Regions from separate parts of the Mus musculus genome. Here region 1 is linked to region 2. The links are chromatin contacts, called in public HiChIP or PLAC-seq maps. All regions are on one chromosome and are shown on one strand. The core of a region is the stretch at or near the end of the contact, and the rest is flanking DNA. Distances in the headings are between cores, read along the strand shown.

Region 1 (5,578 bases), core at 1,785-4,284, 640 kb before region 2:
AGATGGGATGAGACTGGGAGCCCCCGGGAGCCTCCTGTCTTCCCTCCTCGGTTCTGGGACTACATGTGTGCAGGGACACATTGGCCAGCTTTTTAACCTCTGTGCTGGGCTTAGGTTCTCACACATTACCCAGTGTGCCGTCGCCCACACCACAAATGGTGGCTTTTGAAATCCCCGCTGGCAGCAAAGCCAAAGAAATTCCCATAGTTCACTGGGGCAAATCTGTGTGTGGCTCAGGGACCTGATCCCCAAGCTGGGACCCTCCCCGCTCTTGGCCTCTTGGGCCTCCCTGGACTCACGCTATCTCTCCCTGGCACAGACGGTGATGTTCCAAGGATGGCAGGAAGATGGGCCGAGCCCAGGCCAGCCGATCAATAACTCCATCAGCACGGGCCCAGCGGAAGCCAGGCCCATCCCCGCCCTCCTGGGAACGGATAAGCCACAGGAACCCTCTTGAGGGACGCTGGGCACCCGCCCATGCCAGCAGGCCATCCTATCTCCCATGGAAGTGGCCAGTTCCTAAATTGCCCAGACGGGCTGCTCCGCAGGCCCACATTGAGGCCTTTAATAGCAGGGACTTAATGTTTTATTGTTGGTTTTAAAAGCGTAATTAGTTGGAGTGTAAACAGAAAAAAAAAACCCTGCTTAATTAAGAATTTTTAAACAGGGGTGTATAACTGCCGGAAACATTGACGAACCCTCAGGTACCTTCATAAAATCGATCCGGGATGAGGCTGGGAGCGGAGCGGACGGGCAGGGCACTGGGGACAGTGCTGGAGGAGACACTGTGAGGGATGTGGCTCATCCCCTTCGGCTGGGACCCCAGGGAGTTGGTTCTTTATGACCAGGGTCTGGGAAGTAGGGCCTGATGGCTTTTACGCATTGATGGAGGTGACAGTTGGCCAGATAGCTGCCAAGAAGCGCCCCGGGGGTGGCCAGGAGCCAAGTCCTGTGATCCTGGGGGTGGCTGGGGGTGGAGAAGCCTTGGCCACTTCAGGCCAGCTCTGGACACAGATCATGAGGTTGGCCAGTGGCACCCAGTAGCATGGATAGCATCCTGTAGTCCCTCTGTGTCACCTCCCTAACGCTCCAGCCTGTTTGAGTCAGGGGTGAAGCCTTAATCATTCAATATGCTGTTTGATTTGTGTGTGTGTGTGTGTGTGTGTGTGTGTGTGTGTGTGTGTGCGCGCGCGCACATGTGTGCACATGTGTGTACATGTTCATGCCCGTGTCCCCGTGTTTTTATGTGCGTGGGTGGAGGCCAACGCCATGTGTCCTCCTGCTCTGACTTGTTTTGGAGCCAGAGGCTCTCACTGGCCTGGAGCTCAGCTCAGATGGCTGGCAGGGCCCGTGGTGATCCTTCTGCTCCTGTCTTCCCAGTGCTGGGATGGCAGGCACTCACCACATGTGCAGCTGGTGCCAGGTGTGGATCAGGGTCTTCCTGCTCGAAAGGCAAGCCTTCGCCTCCTGCCTTCACCTCTGCTGAGCCTCCACCCACCCTCCCTTTGCTTTTTTTTTTTTTTTTTTTTGAGACACTGTTTTTCTGTGTAGTCCTGGTTGTCCTGGAACTCACTCTGTAGACCAGGCTGGCCTTGAACTCACAGAGATCCACCTGCCTCTGCCTCCCAAGTGCTGGGACTAAAGGTGTGCACCACCATGTCCAGCAAGCCTCTTATTTTTAAAAATATATTATTGATGTTGTTTGACCCAGGACCTAACTCTGTAGCTCAGACTGGCCTCTATCTCTGAGACTGCCCTGCCTCAGCCTCTGAGTACTGAGATAACAGGGCGCACGGTTGCACCTGGTGCTAATGGTGGGGAAGGGGTTTGTAGTTACTCAGTTCAGAGATCTCATTTACAAAATAATCCAGACGTGCCACGTGGTGTATAGCAGGTTCTCTTCTGAGCTGGGCCCAACAAACAAGCTGACTCAGCATTCTAGACCTGGAGACACCGGTCTCCTTCACTTTTAACCCTTGGACCCTCTTCAGGGACATGGGTCTGTTATACAAAGATGTGGGAAGGCCTGGACTAGGGTCAGTGCAGTCGGTGTATGCCAAACTAGCAGCCTCCTGCCAAGGCACAGGGCATGGGGACTGTCCCCTTTCACATGACTGAACATGAAGCTTGACCAGGGCAAGCTAGGTAGGCTTGGGATCCAGTTCTGTCTGGTTCTGAGGACTGAGCTTGCCCTAGACAGACCCAGGGTAAGTCCCAGGCTTTCAAGTCCCAGGACAAACATATCCCACTGGGAGCTGCATTCCTCTATCCCTACATCCTGTCAGAGTGGAGTCTCTGAGGCTTCTTTTGGGTGATCAGAGAGGTTGGGGTAGAGACTGGGAGCAACCCAGCATGCTGACAGGGCTGTGTTCTCTGAGTGGTGGCAATTCCCAGAGGATCACAGATCACAGAGACAGAAATATCCGCAGGTGGGGAGAACCTGAGGCCAGTGCTGCGTGGCCCGTCCCAGTGGTACTCCACCTCGGCCACAGCAGATCAGTAGCTGGTCAGGCAAATGTGCTGTGGCCAGATCAACTGCAGGCTGCCCACACAGGGTGTCTGGCTTCTGAGAGTTCTGGAAGGTTCTCCCGGCTTCTCCCTCCCTCCCCCCTTCACTGTGTATCTTTCTGGCTCATTTTTTCCCCTCTTTCCTGTCTTTTGTTGTTTTGGTTTGCAGAGGCATGGGCTCACTCTGTAGCCCAGAATGGCCTTGGAACTCACAGCAATTCCCCTGCATTAGCCTTCCAAATACTGAGGTTTCAGGTATTCAGCACTGCTCAGGGACCAGCCGAGTCTGTCTTCTTCCTTGTGCTTCTTGGACCCTGAAGGAGAAGCTGAGATCTCTAGAAAATTCCTCCCGAGGGCTGAGGCTCAGGAGGTGAGGGACCCCCCTGGCAGGCAGGAAGCCCCGAAGCTGAGGGAAATGAAGGCCCCTGTGGTAGGGGTTCTTCCGGGTTCGCATCCATGAAGACCCATCTGTTACCTCATGGTCTTGGCTTCCCGGGAATCCCTGCTCTGTGGTTTTGGCTGCACCAGTCTGTGGTCTGAGGAACCCACAGTGAAGTAGATGGCCATCTAGAGAGACCGGGGCTAACAGGAGACTCTGCCTGGAGCGAGGGGTGAGGCTCTATAGAACTGCTGATAGAACAGTGTGTCCAGGGGGATCCTTTGGACTGAACCCCAATGTATCTCATTGAGCAAAACCCATGAGGCCAGAGAGTCCAGTCAAAGCCCCAAGGGGCACGCTTGCAAGTAAGTGCTGTCTCCGTTTGATTTTATTTTGTGAGAATGTTCATGTGAATGGAAGCCAGAGGTGATGTCATGAGTGTTTCTGTTGCTCCTAGTTTTGAGTTTTTTACTATAAAAATTACATTTATTTATTGTGTTTTGTGTGTGTGTGTGTGTGTGTGTGTGTGTGTGTGTGTGAGAGAGAGAGAGAGAGAGAGAGAGAGATGAAAGGGTAGTTTGCCCATGGTTGGTGCTCTCCTTCAGTCTTGGAGTCTTGGGGATTGAACTCAGGTGGCCAGGATTGGCTGCAAGCCCCTGCTGTGCCCTCTTGCCACCCCTTCCTTGCTTTTGAAGACATAATGCTTCACTGAAGCTGGGGATCCCATGAGGTTGAGCTGTCTGGTGGGTGCTCAGCATGAGGCCTGGAACCCAGGTCTTCACCATGGTGACTGACACCTTGTCTGTCCTTTGAGCCCTCACCCCTCTCAGATACACTCACGCAGCCTCCAGTTTGCCATCCCCCATCACAAGTCACCAGGGCACTTGCTGACAAACCACCCTGAGTACATCTGAAAAATAGATTTGCTTTTATTTTTGATTTTTTAAGGGGTTAGTCACATAGGGCAGTCTGGAACCAACCAGGCTAGACCCCAACTCACAGCCACTGTCCTGCCTCCACCTCCCAAGTGGCTAGAATTACAGGCACGTTGTAGCCCTCCAAGCCCAGATTTTGTTTTTGAGACAGCGCTAACCCTGTAGTTCAGTCTATCCTAGAATACAAGATCTTCCTGCATCAGCCTTCAAATGCTGAGGTGACAGGTGTGTGCTCCACACGTGACTGAAAATGTCTGTTTTAAAGCAACATAGAGCTTGAACTTGCTTGCAGTGAAATATCAGGTTGGATCCTTGGTTCCAAAAAGCAGAGCTCCTACTAGTGGGGTGACAGACTCTGCTGCTCTGTGACAGCCATCACATCGGGGCCCATTTCTGCTTATCACAGGCACTTGGAGCCTCCAGAGCACATGGCAGAGGACCTAGGGTCTCTTCCCATCATCCTCAGTGGAGGTCAGGGGTAAAATAATCTGGGTCGATTGTTTCACAGACATAGACAGAAATATGAGGAAAAGTGGATGGATGGATGGATGGATAGATGGATGGATGGATGGATGGATGGATAGGTGGATAGATGAGTGGGTGGATGGGTAGATGGATGGGTGGGTAGGTGGATAGATGGGTCGGTGGTGGAGGGCAGAAAGGTAGGAGATGGATAGAATCCCTCTATTGTCTTCACAACTCTTTTTTAAAGTATATTATTGTGAAATAAAAAGTGTGTGTGTGTGTGTGTGTGTGTGTGTGTGTGTGTGTGTAACAGTTTTGATAAAGGACTGTTTCTCAGTATGGAAAGAACACTTAAGATCAGTAGGACTGGAATATTTGTGGCTCAGCAGTGGAATGCTCCATACTGAAATATAACACATAGAACTCGATATCATAGAAGAAATTATTTGATTAAAAATGATATATCAGCTTACAAATATGTTAGCAAAACACAGTGATATGCGTGAGTCATCTCAAAATTTGAGAAGTTGCAGCAGGAGGATTACTCTGGGTTCCAGGCTAAACTAGGTTGCAGAAGGAAGATACTGTCTTAGAGGAACACAGATCTGCTAATTAGAAATTAACATAAAGCCGGGTGTGGTGGTGCACACCTTTAATACCAGTACTTGGGAGGCAGAGGCAGGTGGATTTCTGAGTTCGAGGCCAGCCTGTCTCGGAAAAAAAAAAAAAAGAAAATTAACATAAAGTATGAAAAAGAATTGGCACAGAGGACAATTCCAGAATAGTTTAGAAGTAACAGGAGTGGGAATTCTGCATATCAAGATACAGGGGCCACTCCTATCCATGAATCTGTCCCCTAAAGTGCTGATGTTGCTACAGGAATAGTCAGGAAGAGTAAATAACATCAGGAAACCAGGGAGAAAAGGATTGACAGAGCCAGGCAGAGCAGAGGCTGCGCTAACAGAGATAAAAGGCAAAATTAACAGCGTGGAAAGGGAAAGCCAGCAGACTCGGAATAAGTCCGCTTTGCCTTGCTGCACTTAAAAATAGCCAAAGCAGATAAGCTGAAGGGGAGGGAATCTCAGAGGGTGAAGAGCTTGCTTTACCAGTGTGGGGATCTGAGTCCCCACCAGATTCACCAGAGTTCTCGGAAAGTCAGGGTGCCCTGGTGGTGGCAGCTCCAGCATCAGCTAGATACAAGTAGAATCACCCGAGCACGCCGGCCCGTGGGTGTGTCTGTGGGGACTGCTGTGGGGTGGAGCGCGGCGGTGCTGGCCTTTAATCTCAGTAC
Region 2 (5,362 bases), core at 1,450-3,949:
CATAAAACCTCCTGTGAAGGGCTAGACAATGGGATCAGCACCCTACCCTCGGGGTACATATGGAACCCACATCCACCACATCCACAGAGCTGAACAGAGACAAATACACCTCTGACAGCCTTTTTGTTCTCAGACTAGGTCAGAGCCACAAAACACAACCAAAGCATAGCCAGAGGTCTTCATCAAGGAGCAGTGAGAACCAGTGAACTTCAAAGGGATCACAGAACCCGTGGCTTATTAATATTGTCATGATTATTGTTATTATTTAGTACTAGGAGTTAAGCCCAGGGCTTCCTGGAGCTCCACCCCTGGCCAGGCCCCTAGACCCTCACTGGGGGATTCTAGGCAGAGGCTCCACCTCTGGTCATGTCCCCAGCCTCTCACTGGGGATCCTAGGAGGCCCTGTATACTTTTGGCTGCTGCTGTTTTGGTATAGGGTTTCAGTACACAGCCCCACCTGGCCGTAACTGGTTATGTAGACAAAGTTGGCTTTGAATTCCTAGAGATCTTTCAGCCTTTACCGCCTGATCTGGGTCCTAAAGGCATGGGCCACCACACCTGCTGACTTGGGCTGAGACAGGTCTTTCTTGACCAGTGCTGCCCTTGTCTGCTCTCATGAAGACATGGCCTTTGAGCCCATGAAGTTCTTGCTTCTATTCCTCAATTCTCTGGGATGTGAGGGTCCTTCCTAGTTACAAGCTCAGATAAACCGTGACCATTGCACCCTGCCCACTGTGGGCAGAAGTCAAATCCCGAAACACAGGACATGCCCAGCGCAGAGGGGAATAACTCCACAGGTGTGCACTGCTGTAAAAGTTCCTGCAGTTGCACCTCGCAGACAGTGCGTTTATTATGTCCCATTGCGGGTCAATAAAGATTACATGGAGCTGAAGTGGAATAAGGGCATGTTCCCGGGGACTGCTGGAAAACAAGGCAGAGCTCGAGACCCCAGACATATCTGAAGTGCAAGCATCCAGTGAGCAGGGCAGGATACTCCTGACAAATGAACGGACAACTGGGATCGGCAAGAGGGTCAGCGGGCAGAGGAGCTTGCACCCAAGCCTGAGGCCCTGAGTTCAATCCTTTCTACAGAGTAGAAAGAGAGGGAAGGCCCCTGCCTAGATCTGCTCCATGTGCAGCTGGTGGACAAGGATTTTCGATTGGGAAACCGCTGTGGTGACATTTATGGTGTTTTGAGGCCCGGACTTCTGTCTGCAATGATGCATGAAGGCAGATGTAAACCAGGTCTCTCCCCAGCTTCTCCTTAGCAGCTGGCCTGGGAACAATCCACAGACTTATAAAACAGTAACTGAGCGGGGCAGGCTCCACTGGGCAGAACACTCACCTGGGTTCCACTACCAGCCGCAGAAAGTGGTCCCTTGTTGGGCTACACCCCAGTCCTTGGTTGTTTTCTGAGACAGAAAATGAGACTCTTTTCTGTCTCAGAAAACAACCAAGGACTGCTCTTCCAGAGGTGTTGAGTTTAATTCCCAGCAACCACATGGTGGCTCGCAACCATCTGTAATGAGATCAGATGACCTCTTCTAGTGTGTGTTTGAAGACAGCTACAGTGTACTCATACATAAATAAGTAAATAAACCTTAAAAAAATAAAATGGTTTGTTCTCACAAAATTGTAACAAAAAAATACATTCTCAAAGTCATTGAACTGAATAAAGGCTGTAGCCAGGTGAAAGCCTGCTTGCCTCCCTGGTGGGTTTCATCTTTACCATCTGAGAGGTAAAAAAACGCGGAGAACTTCCTTGTGAGATGCTGTCACTCAGAACAAACTTCATGGCCACCGTGGGCTGCAGAGCAAGACCCTGCAAGTCTGATTTCCATGTGCCTGCTCAAGAGCCCAGAGCAGGGGTTTTACTATGTATCTGTACACTCTGAATTCCAAGAGTGTGACCCTGGACAAAGAACCAGCCCTGAGTGGTATGTCTACACAATGGAATGCTATTTGGCCAGGAAAAGGACGAGAGCCCTGCCATCCAAACCATTGTGGATGGACCTTGAGGGCAAAGGAAAAACAAGCCAGACATAAGTGACCCTAACCACAAGAAGTGTTCGGATTCACACACTGAAATGGTGACCGTCAGGGATGGGGACCAAGGGAATTTATGTATTACCCATACCCGAGCTTCAATGAAGGGCCGTGAGAAAGGTCTGTAGGGCTATGGGATTGTTGCAGAACAGTAAAACACTAGGGGTTGGGACTGGAGGATTGCAGGGAGTGGAGGTGAAGCCTGGACAACACAGTAACTTCGAGAACAGTGTGGGTGGGGTACTGAGGCTCTGTCTCAAAATAAAAACAAAAACAAACAAGCAACAAAACAAACAGCAGGAAGTAGGGCTCAGTGGGTAGCGCTCTCGCCTATAGGACACGGGGCCGCAGCAAAGCAGGAAGCAGGTAAGGTAGCTCAGGCCTACGGTCCCAGCGGCCAAATCTAGGAAAATATATGAAACTAAACAAGTCTGAGTCGACTGATGCTGGCAGGTCTGTCTCCTCGCGGTCCTGCCGTGTGTAACCCCACCCGCGTTTGAGACGCACACGCAGCCGACCCCGGGAAGCTGATCGTACAGACAGACGACTGCACCGCCGCAAACATTAAACACAGCGTCCGCCTCTGCCCTTCTACAGTAGGCCGGGGAGCCACCTCGCGCATGCGCCTCGGTTGAGGGCGGGACCTCGCAGAAAAAGATCTCGCGAGAGCTCGGCCTGCGAGCTTGTGGCCGCCCCCTGTTCCCCGACCTCCCGGCTGCGCTGCAGCGTCAGCTTCACTCGGCCTCGGCGTCGGTCTGCTCGCCCCGGCGCTCCGGGCTCGTCCGCCTTCCACCTTCTGCCCGGCCTAGGCCGCAGCCCCGGGCCCGCGTCGCGCCGCCCCCTATGGGCCCCGGCTGAGGCGTCGCCGCTGGCCGTGGAGCCCCGATGCTGGCCCGGAGGAAGCCGGTGTTACCGGCACTCACTATCAACCCTACCATCGCCGAGGGCCCGTCCCCCACCAGCGAGGGCGCCTCTGAGTGAGTAGGCGGGGCGTGTGAGGACAGGGGCGGGCCTCGGCGTGAAGGGGGCGTGACCACAAGTGGGGGTGTGGTCTGAAGGGATAGCAGCGCCCGGGAGGACAGGGGCTGGTCCTGAGAATGGTGTGGATGGAGGTGAGAGGGGCGTGGAGTTCGAGGGCTGGAACAAAGCCTGGTTGGGGGTCCGGGCATGGAGGGGGTTGTGGGGGGGGGGGTGGAGGCAGGGCCAGTTGGGTGAGTCACGTGGTGTGTCAGCTTGGCCCGGGGAAAGGGGCGTGGTCTAAGGTGAGTGGCCTGTGAGCTTAGAGGGCCGTGGCCTTTGAGGACTAGAACAAAAGCCTGGTTGGGGTCGGGGCCAGAGCAGTGAGGCTGGTGGTCTTATCAGGTTGGCCAGATGGGAGAGGGGCGTGGCCCAAGGGGAGAGCCCTGAGTCCTGTGAGCGTAGAGGGGCGGGGCCTCGGCCGGAACTTGGCTTTAGAAAAGTTGGTCTGGAGAGTAGCAGTGCCTGAGGCAGGGTAGGGATGGGGACAAGGTGCAGGGATCTGAGAGAATGGCTTTGGGAAAATCTCTGCTGTTGAAGGGGAAACAGGGGGCAAAGGGGGCGGCGTGGGTACAAGAGGGGGGCAGGTCCTGCAGGTGTTGGGACCAAGAAAGGGGAGCTAGAGAGAGGTATGACTTGGAGTAAGGAGAGGGGCCTGAAGAGAGGCAGGGCAATTGGAGACCCAAGAAAGAAGACGTCCTGAAGGTGGCCAGGAGAATCAGGGGAGCAGTGAGGCTTTCCGGGTGTGTGTGTGTGAGGTGTGGTATGGTTAGAGGAACAGAGGCCGTGCGGGGTAGCCTAGCCTAGCGCTTAAGACTGGGTACCAGGTGAGTGGAGCAGTTGAAGGCATGACTTGTCTGAGGAGGCAAGGCTGGCCTTGCAGGGGCAGAGGGAAGGAACCTGTTGGAAGAAGCAAGGGGAGGTGCAGGGGAGAGCCTGGCTTGGGGAGTACATGGTGACCTAGTGGAAAGTGGACAGTGCCCTTGGAGATGGGTGTGGGGGTAACAGACTCACTATGATGGGGTGGGATGAGCGATGCAGTTGGGTACAAAGCCTTCCTGAAAAAGGGTCAAGTAAGGACGATTGATCAAATAAGGTTAGGGATAAGGTTTTTTTGGGAGGAGAAGGGGAAGGCTGGTCTTCCTGAAGGGAAAAGAGGGGTGTCCCAGGTGAGGACAGCCTAAGAATCCTTGAGTGATACCAGACCAGGGAGGCCTCTGTCAGGAAAGACTCGGTGAGACACCCCTTTGTGGGCATATCAGCATGATGGAAGTGCCTCAGTCTGAAGGCAGCTGTTGAGGACCCCAGAGTGCATAAAGATGGCCTGGGGTGTGGTGTTCCAGGAAAGAATGGGGAGAAGGCTTTCCAGTGTGGAACTTATAGTAATGGCATGAGGGGGACCTGAGGCGTTGGGTGAAGTGCCTAAGAGACTGAAGCCCATGATGAAAAATGTCAGAGAAGGGGGTGCTAGGTCTTGGAGGTTGAATCCTGCTAGCCAAAGCTAATGGCTTAAAACACCCACTGGGAGACATGGGAGGGCTTAGGTGCTTCCCAGCAGCTAAGGACAAGATAAAGGGGCAGCCAGAAGGTGCTGAGTGCTTCAAGGGCTACATACAGTACAGCCTGGGGTCCTGTAAGGGCGACTGGTGCATTCTCATGCTAGCAGGCTCATGGGATGTGTGTGCAAGAACTGGGTGTGACAGATGGTCAGGTGGGTGGCTTTTCTGAGGGCCTCCCCTCCCCTTGGATGAAGATGGAGGTGGGAACAGGTTTGTTTGTTTGTTTGTTTGTTTCTGAGACAGGGTTTCTCTGTGTAGCCCTGGCTGTCCTGGAACTCACTCTTTAGACCAGGCTGGCCTCGAACTCAGAAATCTGCCTGCCTCTGCCTCCCAAGTGCTGGAATTACAGGTGTGCGCCACCACTGCCCGGCAGGTTTCTTAGTTATAAAAGCCAAGCCGGTGCTGCTGAGGAAGGATGATCAATTCAAGCCACACTAGGTCACAGTGTGCATTCAGGGGTGGTCTGGGTAGCTTTTAGACCCTGTCACAAAGGATAGACCCCTCTACCTAGAATCCACCAGTGAGGGACTGGATATGGGTGTACCTAGTGTGTGGGTGGCCTCAGCTTTGATTAGCATAATCACACATACAATTAAATCCCAGGCATGGCTGCTGCCACTTTAATCTCCTCCCTCTTGGGCCTGGTTCTTGGCTCCAAAGCTACTTGAAATGCCCTCATAAAGACAGGGTCTTAGCCTAGGCCTTGGTGCACCTGGCCTCTGCTCCTTTGCCTCTTCATG

Evidence for each region. HiChIP or PLAC-seq counts read pairs in DNA pulled down with a chosen protein or histone mark.
Region 1: a FOXA1 HiChIP or PLAC-seq map of pancreatic cancer cells shows a contact between it and region 2. The contact joins the enhancer-like site here to the promoter of Map2k2 in region 2. A contact is called at or near these places in 5 of 39 promoter capture datasets (the C10 cell line, liver, neural stem cells and 1 more) and 2 of 115 datasets of contacts at active chromatin or transcription factors (memory CD8 T cells and pancreatic cancer cells).

The regions. Positions count from the first base shown.
Region 1 is chr10:80,458,522-80,464,099 of GRCm38.p6, forward strand. No RefSeq gene overlaps it. Among named protein-coding and RNA genes, the nearest start is that of Gm40716, 14 kb to the right of the region's middle. Within about 2 kb of position 3,035, at least 11 of the 459 cell types and tissues checked have an H3K27ac peak or open chromatin away from gene starts, as enhancers often do. A contact at or near this core is called in pancreatic cancer cells, where this site is marked.
Region 2 is chr10:81,103,216-81,108,577 of GRCm38.p6, forward strand. It overlaps Map2k2 (mitogen-activated protein kinase kinase 2), which reads left to right and starts at 2,700. Exons shown (of 11, transcript NM_001347144.1): 1 at 2,700-3,023. The coding sequence starts at 2,932. It overlaps Mir5615-1 (microRNA 5615-1), which reads right to left and starts at 1,458; the gene lies at 1,399-1,458. Mir5615-2 (microRNA 5615-2) reads left to right here and starts at 1,401; the gene lies at 1,401-1,460.